Linked DNA regions of Anas platyrhynchos: region 2 is linked to region 1. The links are chromatin contacts, called in public Hi-C maps. All regions are on one chromosome and are shown on one strand. Each heading gives the region's core, a stretch centred on a gene start, on an enhancer-like site or on the middle of the called end of the contact. The rest is flanking DNA. Distances are from core to core; before and after follow the strand shown.

Evidence for each region. Hi-C and Micro-C count contacts between places; a contact is called where the count stands out from the background.
Region 2: a Hi-C map of liver shows a contact between it and region 1, with 4 times the contacts expected there. The contact joins two enhancer-like sites. A contact is called at or near these places in 3 of 8 Hi-C or Micro-C datasets (liver, skeletal muscle and subcutaneous adipose tissue).

Annotation. Positions count from the first base shown.
Region 1 is chr10:5,782,932-5,790,293 of IASCAAS_PekinDuck_T2T, reverse strand. LOC110351905 reads right to left here. Exons shown (of 6, transcript XM_072043049.1): 6 at 5,822-6,374. Among named protein-coding and RNA genes, the nearest start is that of AMMECR1, 5.2 kb to the right of the region's middle. Within about 2 kb of position 4,408, at least 1 of the 8 cell types and tissues checked has an H3K27ac peak or open chromatin away from gene starts, as enhancers often do.
Region 2 is chr10:5,870,828-5,878,189 of IASCAAS_PekinDuck_T2T, reverse strand. The region is part of intron 1 of PAK3 (p21 (RAC1) activated kinase 3); the gene reads right to left. Among named protein-coding and RNA genes, the nearest start is that of CHRDL1, 12 kb to the right of the region's middle. Within about 2 kb of position 3,084, at least 2 of the 8 cell types and tissues checked have an H3K27ac peak or open chromatin away from gene starts, as enhancers often do.

The DNA of each region.
Region 1 (7,362 bases), core at 3,159-5,658:
ATTTTATATCCAACCATTCTCTGCTACAGGGGCCAATACCTAAAGATTTCATAGATGCCATCTACTGGGGAAGTGGGAAAACTAAGTAATTGCATACTATTCTCACATGCTAAATAAAATAAATCGGAAAACTATTCCTAAAAACTTGTAATTTCTTTATTTATTATGTTAGCTGTTGCATGAAGAGAAGCAAACAAGGTAACCATCTCTTAATCACTTGTGATTAGCCAAATAGATATAGGGGAAATGCAGATGTGTGAATGTTAAGACCACTAAGACAGCAAACAAAGCAGGAATAGCTTTGTTAATTACATCCTCATCACAAAACTGAGAAACTGCTGATATCCTTGAGAAGTACCCCATTTAAACTCAGTCACTGGATGCTCCCAAGGATGTCATGCTCTCATTGTTTATACAATGCTGCCCTCTAGTAACTGAAAACCAGCACACAGGATCCATGAAGGTTCCCTCAGAACACAGACCTTTTTTTCCTTTCAAAAAGTGGTTGTTGTTTTTCGCATCTGTGCTTGAAACCACATTTTAAAGATCTTACTTGGTGAAGCTTCTACACTTGTGGTGTTTCTCCTGGGTACAGAGAAAGTGCAGAGCTGGCTACTCAGTTGCATCAGTACAAATTAAACTGCATCGTGTTTGGGGAGAGCCAATGCTGTATAGAGATACATATCCCTGACTAATCCTTGCCCCATCACAACACCTGAATACATCACCGAATCTGGCTCCAGCCCTCTGCTTACTTGGCTCTCCATGCTTCCCAAGACCACGGTAGTGCCTGGGCATTTTTTCTAGCACTCCATGTACAGGGCACTCTGCAGTTCAAGGCTGGCACTAAAAAACCCAACCACAACAGCCAACAGGCATGGGGTCTGACACATCCAAACACATTCTGCCAGTCCCACATATTCCCTCTATGACTTGGGGTCACTTTGCTGCTAACTCAATCCACTTGGGAATTCAGATGCCAATAAAATTCATTGAAGTTAAAAACTAAATCAGTAAGTTTAAGGGCTGTTCTAAAACGGATATTTATAACTTGTTTTTTTCTTTGACCTGGTAAAACACATTCAAATTCCCCAGCTCTGTGTTAATATTCAGGCCTTGGCCAGCAAAGCATTTAAGCATAAGCTTATCTGCACCGTGCAGTGCTGTGAACAATACCACTGAAGTCAGCATGAGTTACAGATATACTCAGAGACTTTTCTGAATGCCTGCCCTAAACAGAAGTTAAGATTCTGATCTCTAATTGAGTTGAAAGCCACTGAAAAAGGTTGTCATTTAGAAAATCTTGTTCTAATTATAACAAAGCCAAACTGGCTCCAGACCTAAATTGGAGAGAGACATAATTAAATATTTTGATTAAATGGCCTCCATGATTACAAAAAAAAAAAAAAACAAATACAAGTTTCTGTTGTTTGTTTGTTTGTTTGTTTGTTTAAAAAAAAGCCATCTCAGGGAAAGCACTGGAAATGCTGCTAAAAGAATGAAGGTGGGTTGGCAGCCACTTGGCTAAGGCAGGCTCTTCAGCTCCCCGTAAGACCAAATTATTTTTTGAAATAATGCAGAATTGGAAAGCCAGAGCAAAGTAAAGGTCAGGCATCTGTAGAAACATACTCCGAAAGGCAAGGAAATTTATATTTTACAGATTATACCCCCTGAAGACCTAGCAAAAGATCACTGCTGTCATCCAATTGAGCAGAATTGAAAAAGCATTGAGAGGGAGACATCAGGAAGATGTCTGACACTCTGCTCCCCTCCCTCCCCTTACCCCACGCCGAATCAGACTGCCACCAGCCATAGCATCCAGAGCCCAGGCAATTCAAGACGGCCCTGCTGACCCCTACATCCTTCTCCCCCTTTCTTTTCAACAGGGCACACGGGGAGAGGTTAAAGGGAAAAAAGAAAAGCATGTTAGCACTAGAAAATCTCAACTGCAGATTTGATGAAGCTTTTGTACTGCCCAAACAGACAGTACAGTTGATGATTAAATACCAAGTATGAAAAAAATATAGAAGCAGAGAAGGCATGCTAATTTCATTTTACAGTGAACTGCAACATTACATCTGCTGAGAACTTTGTATTAAACTCAGAGCATTTCCACTAACCTTTTCCCCATAATTTTAAACCTTGGGAGGGGTTTAAAAGCAACACTACTGAAAACCATGGTGCTGTAGTGGAAAAATGTGTTACATGGAACAGATCCTCCACCTCTGTTTGTCCATGAAAATATTATTTTCCATTAACCATAACACAGGAATCCTGCACCACTGTCTTTGAGGATGATTATGAGGAACTGCTTTTAAATACTACTTTGGGGCCTTTTTGAACCGGTGGGACATTCTTAAAATACCATCAAATTATTTTCCTTGCTTAAAACTAATAACAACACTTTAAAATATGTTCAGCTTCTTGTCCACACCCAGTTTGTTGACAGGTTGTAATTAGATCCACCAGGGATTCATACTGAATAATTTCTCAGTGTGTTATAAGCAAGAACTGTCAAACAGCAGAGTTAAACCTTGGGTATCATTCTACAGGCCTCAGGCAGAATACTTACTGTAGTCATAAGAATTTTTCTTGAGAAAAGACCAAGGGATTAAACTGTTGAAGAAAAAGAAAGATTTTATGAAAACCTGCTGGCCAGTTTACACATCAGATAAACTGGTGTTGGAAGCAGCAGGCTATTGGGAGAGGAATGTAAGACCTCGTGTGCTCAGCCAGATTGATTCAACCACTACAAAATCTTGTCTCTGGAAATCAAAACTTTGCACGCACAGTGAGAAACAGAGCCCTAGGACTGGAGCAAGGCCATAGGCCCTCTGATATGGAAATTACACTATCAGAATTCAACTTTATCAAAAGAATGGTTAAATATAGTCCTAATACAGCACTAAATATAGCCCTACTGCAATGCAACCTTATCTCCAGGTACATGTTTCTGTGCTTTCCTGAGTCAAGGTATTAAAGAACACAGGCTTTCCTACAGCTGTTCCTACCTAGACCAAGAAATACAAAATTTCAAGGCTAGGTGTAGCCACAGAAGATGCCTGACTTCTTCACTTACAGGAAGAACACCACGAGCTGACCAAAATGCCACTGCTGTGGAGAGCTCAGATGCAGAGCAACGAGCTCTGAGACAGAAAAGGTAGCAACGAGTCTCCAAGAAAATTTTGCAGTGATGGTACACAACGTGAAACCTAACTGGCATTGAATGTTTTGTTCTTTTTCAGGGTTTTTTAACTGTTTTTGGACACTTTCAAATTCTCCCAGTTTCAACACGTACCAGAAGCAAGCCATGCACTGAAGGAAAGCACAGGCTCGGACTCCAGTCTAGGGCCTGATCTATTCTTCCCGTACAGCTCTTCACAAGACATTTAACTTCTCTACTCCATTTCTTCCTCATTACAAAATTGCTACCCTAACTCAAAGGGCTGCCGCGGTACTACTTTGTTATGCATAATTTCCCGGTGTATTTAGATATAATAGATAGATTATACATAGAATAGATAGATAATGTACGTATGTATATATGTGTGTACATTATATGTACATATAATAGATAGATATAATATATTGTATTTAGATAGTCTGACTGCAGGCAGTAGAGATATAACAAGTATGTTTAAGCCATCCTAGGACAGAATCACCACACCAGAGATGGAAAATGATGGTGAGAGAAGGGAACGGCAATACAGCAACTGCAATAGCAACATTTCCCACCAGTATCAGACAGGATGACACTTCTGGGCTTCCAGCTGCATCTGATTTCTAATAGAAACTTTAAAGTCAAATCAAGTCCAACAGAAAGCCCAAACTCTTTTTACGTAAGTCCATGCATTTAGAAACTGAGCTAATCCCAACTATGAGATGACGTTTCTTGTTTTTACCACTGTAAATCCCAGCTTAGAAAAGGATATACTAATTTTCTAACTCTACTGATCTGATAGGAGTAAGTTTAGAAAGGTTGAGTAAAAGTGCTAGAGCTATTCTGAATCACAGTTGTACGATGCAGCAGAATTAGGATCATTTTGCTTACTATTTTCCCTAACATTCACAATAAAACTTTTGGGAATGGAGTTGTTAATATCCCAAAATTAGCTGCTCTGGAGTGTTCTGATAAAAAATATTGTATATAAAAAACTGAACAAACATTGAATGCTTCACAGCATGGCAATAAGTGTGATTTTGGTGGTTGTTAGTATCAATTTCTTACTATACTCTCACTTTGCTGAGGCAAATCTGCAATGCTCAGGCCAAGCAGATGCAGAATGTATCAAATTAGTACCTTAGGGCAATGAATGCAGTAAGATGTTTCATTATAAACTCGGGGAAGCAAACTATATCCTTGACATACTCTGCTCCCAGACATTGCTGAGGCAATTGATTCCTTTATGTCTCATGTGAGGATCACCAGAGAAAATCTCTGGAGCTAGTCATTAATCACTCAAAGCATAGCACGGAGTCAGAATTTTTGAACTGATGCCAAAAGCAGTTGCGGAGATTTGCAGTGATGACTGATGAGCAACTAAGTGCCTGGAGGGAGGGAAAGGTTTTGGCTTTCCTGTGGTTTGGGTTTTTTAATTTTCTTTTTCACTGATTATGACAGAATCCTTATAGGGATCTCACAAAATCTGTCAGTTGGCCCTCTGAAGAAAAGAAAATAAATTTTACAGAGAGCTTAAATAATGTCGGGACCTTTCCTGTAGTTATACAGGATTAGACTTACCCACCCCAAAAGTAGGTTTCCAACTAATCAAGGTAACCAAGACACAGGACAAGAGAATAGGCCTGGAACACACCAGGGTGGGATGAGATGCAACAAGAATGCATTTGGCAAGGGAGATTGGGATTAAAAGTGAGTTTTAAACACAGAGGAAATGTCCCAGACAGTAGAGTAGAAAGGTAAAAAGTGGAGAGAAGAAATAAGAGGAAACGTGAAGAGCTTCTGGTAGGTAACAGAAAGTGTCTGCATCCAATTAGCTTTAGCTAGAATGGCAGAAATACGACGTAGCAAGCCCTTGTGGTTCAGTTGTAATGTACAGGAAGGGTCCTTTTTTCAGGTTTCTGCCATAATGGAGGTATTTGGCACCTTTCTGCACACTGCTCAGATAAACAGTGCTAGCTGTACCGAAACAAAGAAAAAGACAATTGCAGCAATCATATCCATCAACCTCAGGTTGCCCTACGCTATCAAACCCAGCCCCTTACAGTTGAAATGATTCAGCTAGAAATATCCGTCAAGGCACTGATATGTATTATTATGATATGCCCTGGGACACTACTGCTGCCATTGAGGCACAACCACTCAGATTTCAAAAGGTTCTAGTGAACAGAAGATAGCTTACCCTTGTGGGCACTACACTGAGCGTTTCATTTCCAGCATTTCATGACAGCATAATGTATTATTGTATTCTCAAGGCCATTAATTATTTCACCATTAACAGACACTTTCAGCAGATTTCTCCAAGTTTATTACTTTAATAAGGACCACATCCAGCACCCTGAATCAATTTTTTTCCTATTGATTTCAATGGAAGCAGGATTTTTGGTCAATGTTCCCTCATGTAATTAAACCAAGGATTTTCTCCACCCTAGTAGCTAAGATATTTTATTAACTTAGTGATTAGCTTGTTTTGACTTTTAAAAGCCCTTGTGTGAGCTTTGTTCTTTTTCAACTCCAACTAAGTTCATCCTTACAGTTCTCATGCTGTACTGTAAGACACTGTACCCTTCCCACCGATTTTATGAGGACTGCCATGTGAGGCCTGTTTATTTCAAGTCATGGTTACAGTTTTGGGTAATACAAAATGTTTTTTTTGTACCAACTCTAGCACTGTCATTAAAAGATAATAATCTGTCAATCCACTGGGTATTTTCCTACTTCAGTGAGTTACATGTGCCAGACACCACTTTGAAGTTCATACTCCAAAGAGTTCCCTGAACACCAGACTGGCTGATAGGAAAACCAGTTGGTGACATCCTGCCCCACTGAAGTGTGTAAAACATTTGCTTGTATTTCACAGTTTGTTTTTGCTTGAATAGTTTCTCTAGTGGAGTTCTCATTTACAGCCACGCTGGTCTGGTCAGCAGATTGCAGTGGTAGGAACGGGACTGTGTTTCTCCAGATCAACCAACACTTTCAGGCAAGACCATTCAAACGCCACTGGATGCTCAAATCCAAATCCTGGTGTGCTCACAGACACACAGCTGGTTTACTGCTCACACTTGCTTATACGACAGGCTCACAGCATAGCCTTGGTGAGACAGCACTGGTTCCAGTTACTTCTTTATGGAAAGATGAAAGCCAGCTCTTAGGTTACAGAGTGCTCAAGTCGTGTGATATTAAGGAAACGACTGAACTGGAGAAAAAGAGAAGAGCATCCAACCATTTAGCTCTCAAGAGTGTGCTAGATATTTTAGAGGTATAATGATATAAAGCATCCCATTTAGCAGAAAGAGATCTACTTGATCCATACATCTATTTAATAGGCACCATAAGCACCCGTGTTTCACTCTAAGAACGATGAATGTATGCTACCGTCTTTGTTTCCATGCCAAACCACCCATCTGTTCTCTGCTCAGAAATCTGTCATACTTTTTTCTTTTCACTTTTGCCCCATGTTATATTTAAGTTAAAAAATACAAAAACAAGCATTATCTCATATGTATAATTTATATTCTAAGCTCTCAGCACTAATGAAATTCAACAGAGAGAGAATGGCTCAGCATACTAAGTTTCCCATTGTTCGAGACAAAGCACAGCTTTATTGTGTTGCATTAGCAACCTCTTTATAAAAAGGAAAGACAAAAAGAGTGTTTGAATTAATGACCTCATTTGTAGAAAATAAAATCTCCTTTTTTAATGCATAGCTCATCTACTACCACACAGATACTAGCCTCTAATGGTAGCCTTATGCTGAAGTATCACTAGCAGAGTACCACATGTGATGAATTACCCACTAGCTGCCATTATTCTTGGCTTTAGGTTTTATTAACTTACTAAAAAGGTGACTATGCAGTCTTTTGTATTATCACTTGCTGTTTCAAAGACAGGAACAGGTTTGTTAGGGCTTTTTAGGAGATTCATAATCAGACTTCTTGAGCTTACCATTAAATTTGAGATAATATATACCAATATGAAGTATGTGTGAGTAATTACTGCTATTTGTCTGGGAGTGGATGCTACACCATGAGAGTCATAATTATTTAGGCCATAATTTCTAATACTCTACATTTAGTTTTGGTCAGCAGAAGCACTTCAGAGACCGGCTGTTGGCATATAAATACAACAACGAGCAGCCTACTTCGGGCAGTGTCTGCTCCTCTAGCTTCTGGAACACTTCAGAT
Region 2 (7,362 bases), core at 1,835-4,334, 89 kb before region 1:
GCAAACAAATACACGGCGTAATTAAAGCAAATTGCCATTAACAATCTAACACAGACTATTACAAATCCCTCCTCGCTCCCCAAAATACATTTTTGACTTCCATGATGTGGCAGCACACACACACACACACACCACCACCCTTCTTCTGTCCCCGGGATCCCAAAGCACCTCGCAGATGGTGCTTGAGCGGCGCCGCCCCACACCTCCACGCTACTTCTCCGCGGGGAAACCGAGAGGCGAAGCGCTTTGCTTGTCGCCTGACAGAAGCATTAAAACGGCCGGAAGGATGTAGGTGTCCTGTCTGCACATATGCCGTGCTCTCACTGCCATATAGCACTTCCAGGATGAATCTGCTTGCAATTAGAGAAAGTTGTTCTTTTACAGACTGCGCTGAGCAATCCACTGACAGCTTTACAGGCAGAGAAGGGCAAAGAAATAGTGTTTTGCTTCAACCCCATGAGCGATGCCTTTTCTCAGCTCTGTGCCTGAAGAGCAGCGTGGCAGCTAGCTCTGGAGCAGTGCTTGGTAAGACCCCACGAACTCACACCAGCTTCCATTTGTTTCAGGCGTTCCGTTTGGTGCAGCCAGGCGACAGGTATGGAAAGCCATTGAGCTGGACAAGGCCAGTGGAAAACCCTTGCAAGTGTTTCCCAGGAAATGTGCCCGCAGGCTCTGCTTCTACGCACCTCACTCCTTTCCCCTCGCCTCCTCGGGGCATTCACGCTCCCCATCTCAGCCATTTGTGGGCCAGTCCTGCTCTGAAGGGAACCAGAGGGCAAGAGACTGAGGGACAGGTGGTGAAGGAGATTTGACAGGCTACATCCTGAAACACTTCCTCGATGAAAGCACAGAGGTACCCCCAGGCCTCGGGGAGCTACCCAAACGCACACGTCCAACACTGGTGTTCATTAAAAAGGCGCCAGCTGTCCCACTCCCTGGGTGGAGTTACTCTCGTCTGCAGGGAGACGTGAAACTATACAGCAGTCAGTCCTCGGGTCCATAACACAGCCCAGACCAGGTGTTACTGCACGCGCAGAGCATTGCAGACCAAGTCCAGGGCTACCTTGTGGCTCCAGGCATCAACATTGCAACAACAGATGGAGCTGCAATGGTAGGTCACTTCTGGAGGTCGTGTCTTGGTTACCATTTGAAGTACTCTTCTATTTCCTTTTTTTCTTCTTCTTCCAGAAGTTGGTAAGTGATGTCTCACTTTTATTATCGGTATTTTATTAGTAAAATACTGTCAGTATGGATAAAAATTACAGATTTCCCCCCATAAATGTTGCAATACGAAAAAACAATCTGCTGTTAATAAAACAGAGACAAATTCCCAAAGGAAATGAATGCTCTTAAAAACCACAAACTCGAAGTAAAAAGCCACTCTGCTATATTTGAGGCAATTACAAAAGAAAAATGAAGAAGACTGTTTCTTCTCAAAACTTGGCAATTTTTATATCACGCTACTGATATTCTTAATGAAAAATGGTGCTTTTATTCACTGCCACTTCTTTTACTTTGGCCAGTGCTGTAGCCAAACATCTGCTTGTTGAGTTAGCAGAGTAAATTGATGGTTAGCAATGCACGAGTTTCCATAGGAGATCTCCACAGACGTTGCCAAAGAAAGTCCTGATCTAAAGCTTTGTAAGGATGCACCAAGGCAGGGAGAAGACTACGAAGAAAGAGAAAGGTCCAGACAAAGTGTCCGTGTAAATGTTCAGACAGGTTGAACTCTTCTCCTGAAAAGCCTCCATGGAGGATTTGGGATGGGTTTTCAGCTGAAGGCCTCCCAGAGCTCTTAGTGCAAGATTTACACTGACCACAAACAAACCCACCGTGACTGCAGAAAGCTGTGAGCACAGAAGTGAGGCCGAAAGTAACGGTGAGATGGCAGACAGCGTGCTGCCGGAAGGGTCTGCTCCTTTCTCTTCTCTCCTCTGACAGTGGTAGAGCAAAATTAATCATGATTATTACAGTCACACCTTCTAAGCCTCTTCTGCTAATATGACATGCATGCTGGCCCTTCTCTACAGCAGAAAAAATCTTAGGAGGCAAGACATATACACCAAATATGTCCCGTTACACTGAATACTGTATATCCAGGAGTCAAGACACAAACCCCCGGAGGCCTGCTGTCCAAGCAGACACAATCCAGACAATCAGTAGCAAGTCTTCCAGGCTTACACTATCTGTACAGGATGGGCCAGGATAATTCAGAAGTGTCAGACTTCAGGACCTTCCAGGCGCAGGTACAGAGAAGGTATCAGCGTGTAGCCAGACCTGAGCAGCATTCCCACCAAACTCCCTTCCCTTCCTATTTGAAGGCAATCAATTGTCACACACCGGAGCTGAGACAAAAAATACAACCATTGACAGAAAATAGCATATTGGCTGAATAATGATTTCAAGGAGATCTGCAAGAAGCCACACAAATCCACGTGAAAATAGTCTGAGCATCCTCTAACGCAGGGCAGTTAGATCCAGCTGAAAACAACTCCTCATTTTTTAAGTGATAAAGAGTTTCTTGCAGGCAAACTATGCAGCCCTGAAGCCTGAATCTTCAGACTATCCACAGCCCAGGGCAGCGCAGAGAAAAAGAAGCAAGCTTCTCCAAAGTGGAGCCTGAGACCCAGAAGGGCCTCCTGCCAAAGCAGCGAGGAAGCTTGGCTCCCAGGATGTTAGGAAGAACGAAGCGTTTTGTCTGCTCGTGTGTACCTGCAGGAACACACCCCAGCCAGTTTTCAGCTCCAATGGGAACTGAAGGTTAATTATTTTCTGCCAGTATGGGGGACAGACTGGGAGTGTAACAGCACCGACACAGAAGCATGGCATGCAGCGTGGTACAAAAGATGTCAGCAGCAAGTTCGGTACCTCTTGGCATGTCCTGAAAATAAACCACCTCTGACTGCTGCTGGCTTGGCTTCTCAAACTCCTTTGGTTGGTGTTCAACAACAGGACATAACTCCAGACCTTGCACACTCTGTACTGCTATTAATTGCTAGTGAAAAAGACATCCATCACAATGCACACCACAAGAATGAATAATTGTGCAACCATTTCCTGAGCAGTTCTTCCTTCCTACCACTGAGGGACAGTGTTTCCTACCTATAGACTGCTAAGAACAGCATATCTGCAAGTTCAGTTTTAATTAGCAATGGTTAATGCCTCCCTTTACTGCCTGAAGAGTTACTTTTTCCGTTATGTGTGTTTAACAAGTTACTGTTTCAGGACAGTGAATTACAGCTCTGTCCTCATCTATGCAGGTAATTCACACAGCGGTAACCCGGCACGCTGATGCTCCTTGGTAGGTACTGACTCTGCCTCCATTTATACCAGGGACACTTCTGTCATCAGCCTCACTCAGAGTGAAGATTACATCTGCTCTTTTCAGAGACAAATCTTTGCTATTGGTCCTGCTTCTTCAGGGATATCTTGTGTTCTGGAAAATAATTTAATCAACCTGATAGACTCCACTACGTAACCTTCTCTGAATTTGGGTTTCGGAAAATACCCACCCTCACCAGAAGGCAGCGTTAACTAACCCTTCCTAACAGGCTGTGGCTTACTTACAGAAAGTGAAGGTTTTATAGGAGGGTAGAGCAGAGATGCCTGGTTTTCCTTTCTTTCACACTCATGCAACTGAGAAATGTCCCTGAAGTAGTTGTGACGGTGACAACCGTCTAGAAGATCTGTAGCTGTACATCAAGCTGGCTTTGTGGCTGCACAACCAAAACACAGCCTCCCTGGGGTCTCTTCAGTGAGAGAAAGCACAAGGCACACCATATCCAGTTAATTATGAGCAACTTAAAATAAATAAATAAATAAAAGCCACCAGTCCCATGAACAGAAGGATGTCCAGATTCAGTATTTCACTGAACAGTACACCCAGCCTTATCTACACGGACAGTCCCATGCAATTAGCCCCCGCTGCTGCTAGCAAGAGACATTGGTAAAGCCAAGTTCCAGATATTTTTACTACCTACCGTCTAGCCCTGCCCTGTAATTAAGTGCAGAGCCCTGCAGATTTCTGCCTGATTAGCTGTTTCAACTAATGAGCGGCTCCAGCCTCAGCCAACACCAAGGGTGAATTACCTGCCACTCACCGGCTCTCTTTGTGGCCGCATGCAGCACGCCACAGGTGCAGAGCTGCGCTGCAGAGAGAGCACAAAGAGGAGAAGGGGCCCACAGACAGACCACGCATGGCTCCCCACACTTCAGTCCCACACACCTAATGGTTTGGATGGCTACACACATGGGATCAAAACCGGATAGTTCCTGTACGGCCATTACCTGAGATATAAAATGTTTGACTTTTTAATTAAGATCTACAATATCGATGTCACAAAATGAGTCTGAAATTACAAGAGCGGGACCTGATCTGATTGTAAAAAGCTCAGCTATTCAATTGAAGGCCAAGGCTCGGTCATAACCAGAGAAAAGTTAAGGTCAGGAGTCCAAGTTCAGGAGTGGAGAAAATAAGAAGCTGAAGGAAACATTATATCCTCCATTAATCCTTGCAGGAGATATGATTTCAGCATGAAAGGATGCAGTCCTGCTTTAAAGTTTCCAAGCAAAAATCGTTCTACTATAACTCCACTCCGAGATAAAAGCAGACGTGAGCCAGTAATACCGGCCTCTTTGCCTGGTGTTTTTATTGGTGCTGCCCTCCGTATTAAAGAAAACAAACACTCTGCTTCTAATATTAAAGATAACTCCAACAGGTCTCCCTTAGAGAACCTTGCTGCTAATCCATGCCTTGTAACACAGTTACCCTTGTGTACATTTGGAAGGTGGCCTGTAGAAGGAAAAGCAAACAGAGGATCGGCTCTTTTAAAACTTTTCCCCAGTCTGGGGAGGGGGGAGTGTTGTTTTCTTGTTGTTGTGTGTTTTTTAATATCAGCTCCTGCTCCCTTCTCTTTTAAGGGCTCGTGGTAGAAGAGTAAGTAACACTGTGACCTCACGTGTGTGACCTCACCATTTTGTACCTGAGGGAGATCTGTATCCTCCCAGGACCTGAAATACCTGAAGGAATGCCTAAGTACAAGAAAGAGCACATTTACTGAGCAGAAATATTCCTCGGTAGCACACATGCTGAACTCAGGAGACAGGAGCTACTGTAACTCTCCTCTCAGCCCGACGGTCACTGCTCCCAGAGCATTTCCTCTTACTGTGTCTCAGCTTCTCCATTTCTAAAAAAAAAGATAACATGAAATGTCCACGAGTTTTCCAGTTCCTGGAGGTAAGACAGTGCGGTGTAAGAGCGGTTATCACTGCCAGCCATGAATCCAGCGGACGAGCAAGGGGCTGATGCCCCAGTTAGCAGATGGGGCACGCACGTTTTGGCAGTGCCTTCAACTTCTTTGTAACGCGACTGGATCCAAAGGGGAAGCGTTTTTAAGGGTGTTGCACCAGCAAACAATCATTTTGCGTTCACTATACTGCCAGACAATAATTTTCTTACCCTTAAATCACGAACCAGATCCTTGTTAAGTATTCCTTTAGCCAGTTCTGTCAGCTTGTCAAAGCGGTGGCACTGAAGGACCAAAAAGCAATCGATTGCCAGCATTGATGAATTTGAGTCAAGTGGAGTGAAAAATTTCCTACTCGTTTACCCTAGCCACAGAGCTGGAGTGCAAAACCTCTTGTGACAAAGAGGAATGGTATTTGTGTTTCCGAATGCACAGAAGAGGGGAGAGCTCTGTGCTGACACAGTCAGCAGGTCGCTCTTCCTCTGCAAGCCAAGACGAGCACACTGACAAACCCTGTCTGCTATCGGCACAATTCGGCTAACAGCTTCAGGTACTGGATGTCGTAGAATAACAGAGAAAGAAGAGAACCTGGAGAACTGGTGCCAGGGTCAACAAAAAGCAAGGTGCATGTGCTGAGCCAGAAGCTGCAAACACTCCTCTGGCTGCTGCATGTTCTGCTCGTAGCAACAGAAATCACTGCTTGTATCAGTTCCCACTGATAAATATTTGGATGAGCTGAAGTGCGAGACAAGCTGCTGTTGACCTAACCGTGCCTGTGACCAGAACAGGTCACACATAACTTGGCACTGTCTGTAACACCAGGCCTCCAGTTTCGCACAATGGAGTCCTCGTATTCAGCCTGAGGACAGTTTGATGCCGTGTATCTGCCCATCTTGACAGAAATGCGGGGGAAAGACAGAAAACCAAAAAAGGAAAACGTTCAGGAAACCACCTGCTCTTTGGTTCAGAGTACCACTGCTGCTGCCCCAAACCATTTCCTCCTGAAGAAGGGAGACGTTGGCCCTGGGAATTAGCCAGACATCAAAACCTTCCCAGGGAATTCCTCCTCCTGAGAGGCACCCGCAGATCAGAGGAGGAAAGGCTGTCTAAACACACCGAGCCTTCCCTGCCTTGCTGGGTTATTTGCATTGTCCCTAGGGGAGCTCTGGCCAGGGGAAGCTCCAGCTTTAGCAGAGGGTGGCTTGGTTTCCTCCCTGTTTTTACAGCACAAGCAAGCTACAAAGGCACCCTTTCGACAGCGTCGGGTTTTCAGAGTCAAGTTCTCTGCAGTACTGGAGCATTTTCAACTTCACTTCTGCCTTCGCTGCAGTTTGATTTGGCTCCTGTCTTTCTAGCACAGCTGGAACACCAGTACCCCGATGCAAAATGCACTGAAGGCAAATAGTGAGACATCGCATGACCCTCAGCCTGTGCTCATTGCAAGGGAGCGCTGACATCCCATACAGACTACTGCCTACGTTCAGCAGGTCAGAGAGGCACCAGAAGTGCTCACTAGAGACCCAGACTGGGCTTTCCAGTGCCCAGAGGGACAGGGAGCCAAAGGAGTAAAGGTTTCACCTCCTGCGAGCTGGGCTCCAGACAGCTGGATGCTGAACTGTCCGCTGCAGTTCAGATGCCATGCCTGAAGGTACTTATAGGGAAATTGTGTGTATCAGCATTAAAGACATCAGAATTGGATTATACTTGGACACATGCTGGCGAAGTATTTGCAGTAGATTTAGAAGAGCTGGGAATTGGCCGCAATCACATAATTTTCCTAAAGTTGGATAAAATTTAACAGCAGTAAATTAGGAAACTTTGCCAACTTTAAAGCACTACCCCAAACTTGGGCCAAAACGATGCACTGGCATTCAAATGCTCTGGAAGGATTTTTTCCTCCTGCCAAATGCTGTTGATCAGATAAGAAGAGCTGGGCTGTGGACCACAGGAATAGGGATGCTGTTGCTGGAGGAGGCTGGGCTCTGGAAAAGAGCCTTTGTGGCAAAAACTAAGGAAGCTGTGATCAAAAACTGAAATACTTGCAGCGTTCCGTGGAAGAGGCAAAGAAGCAGGGCTGCTGCAAGGCTCAGCTGCAGAGGCTCTGGGCAGTGGATGT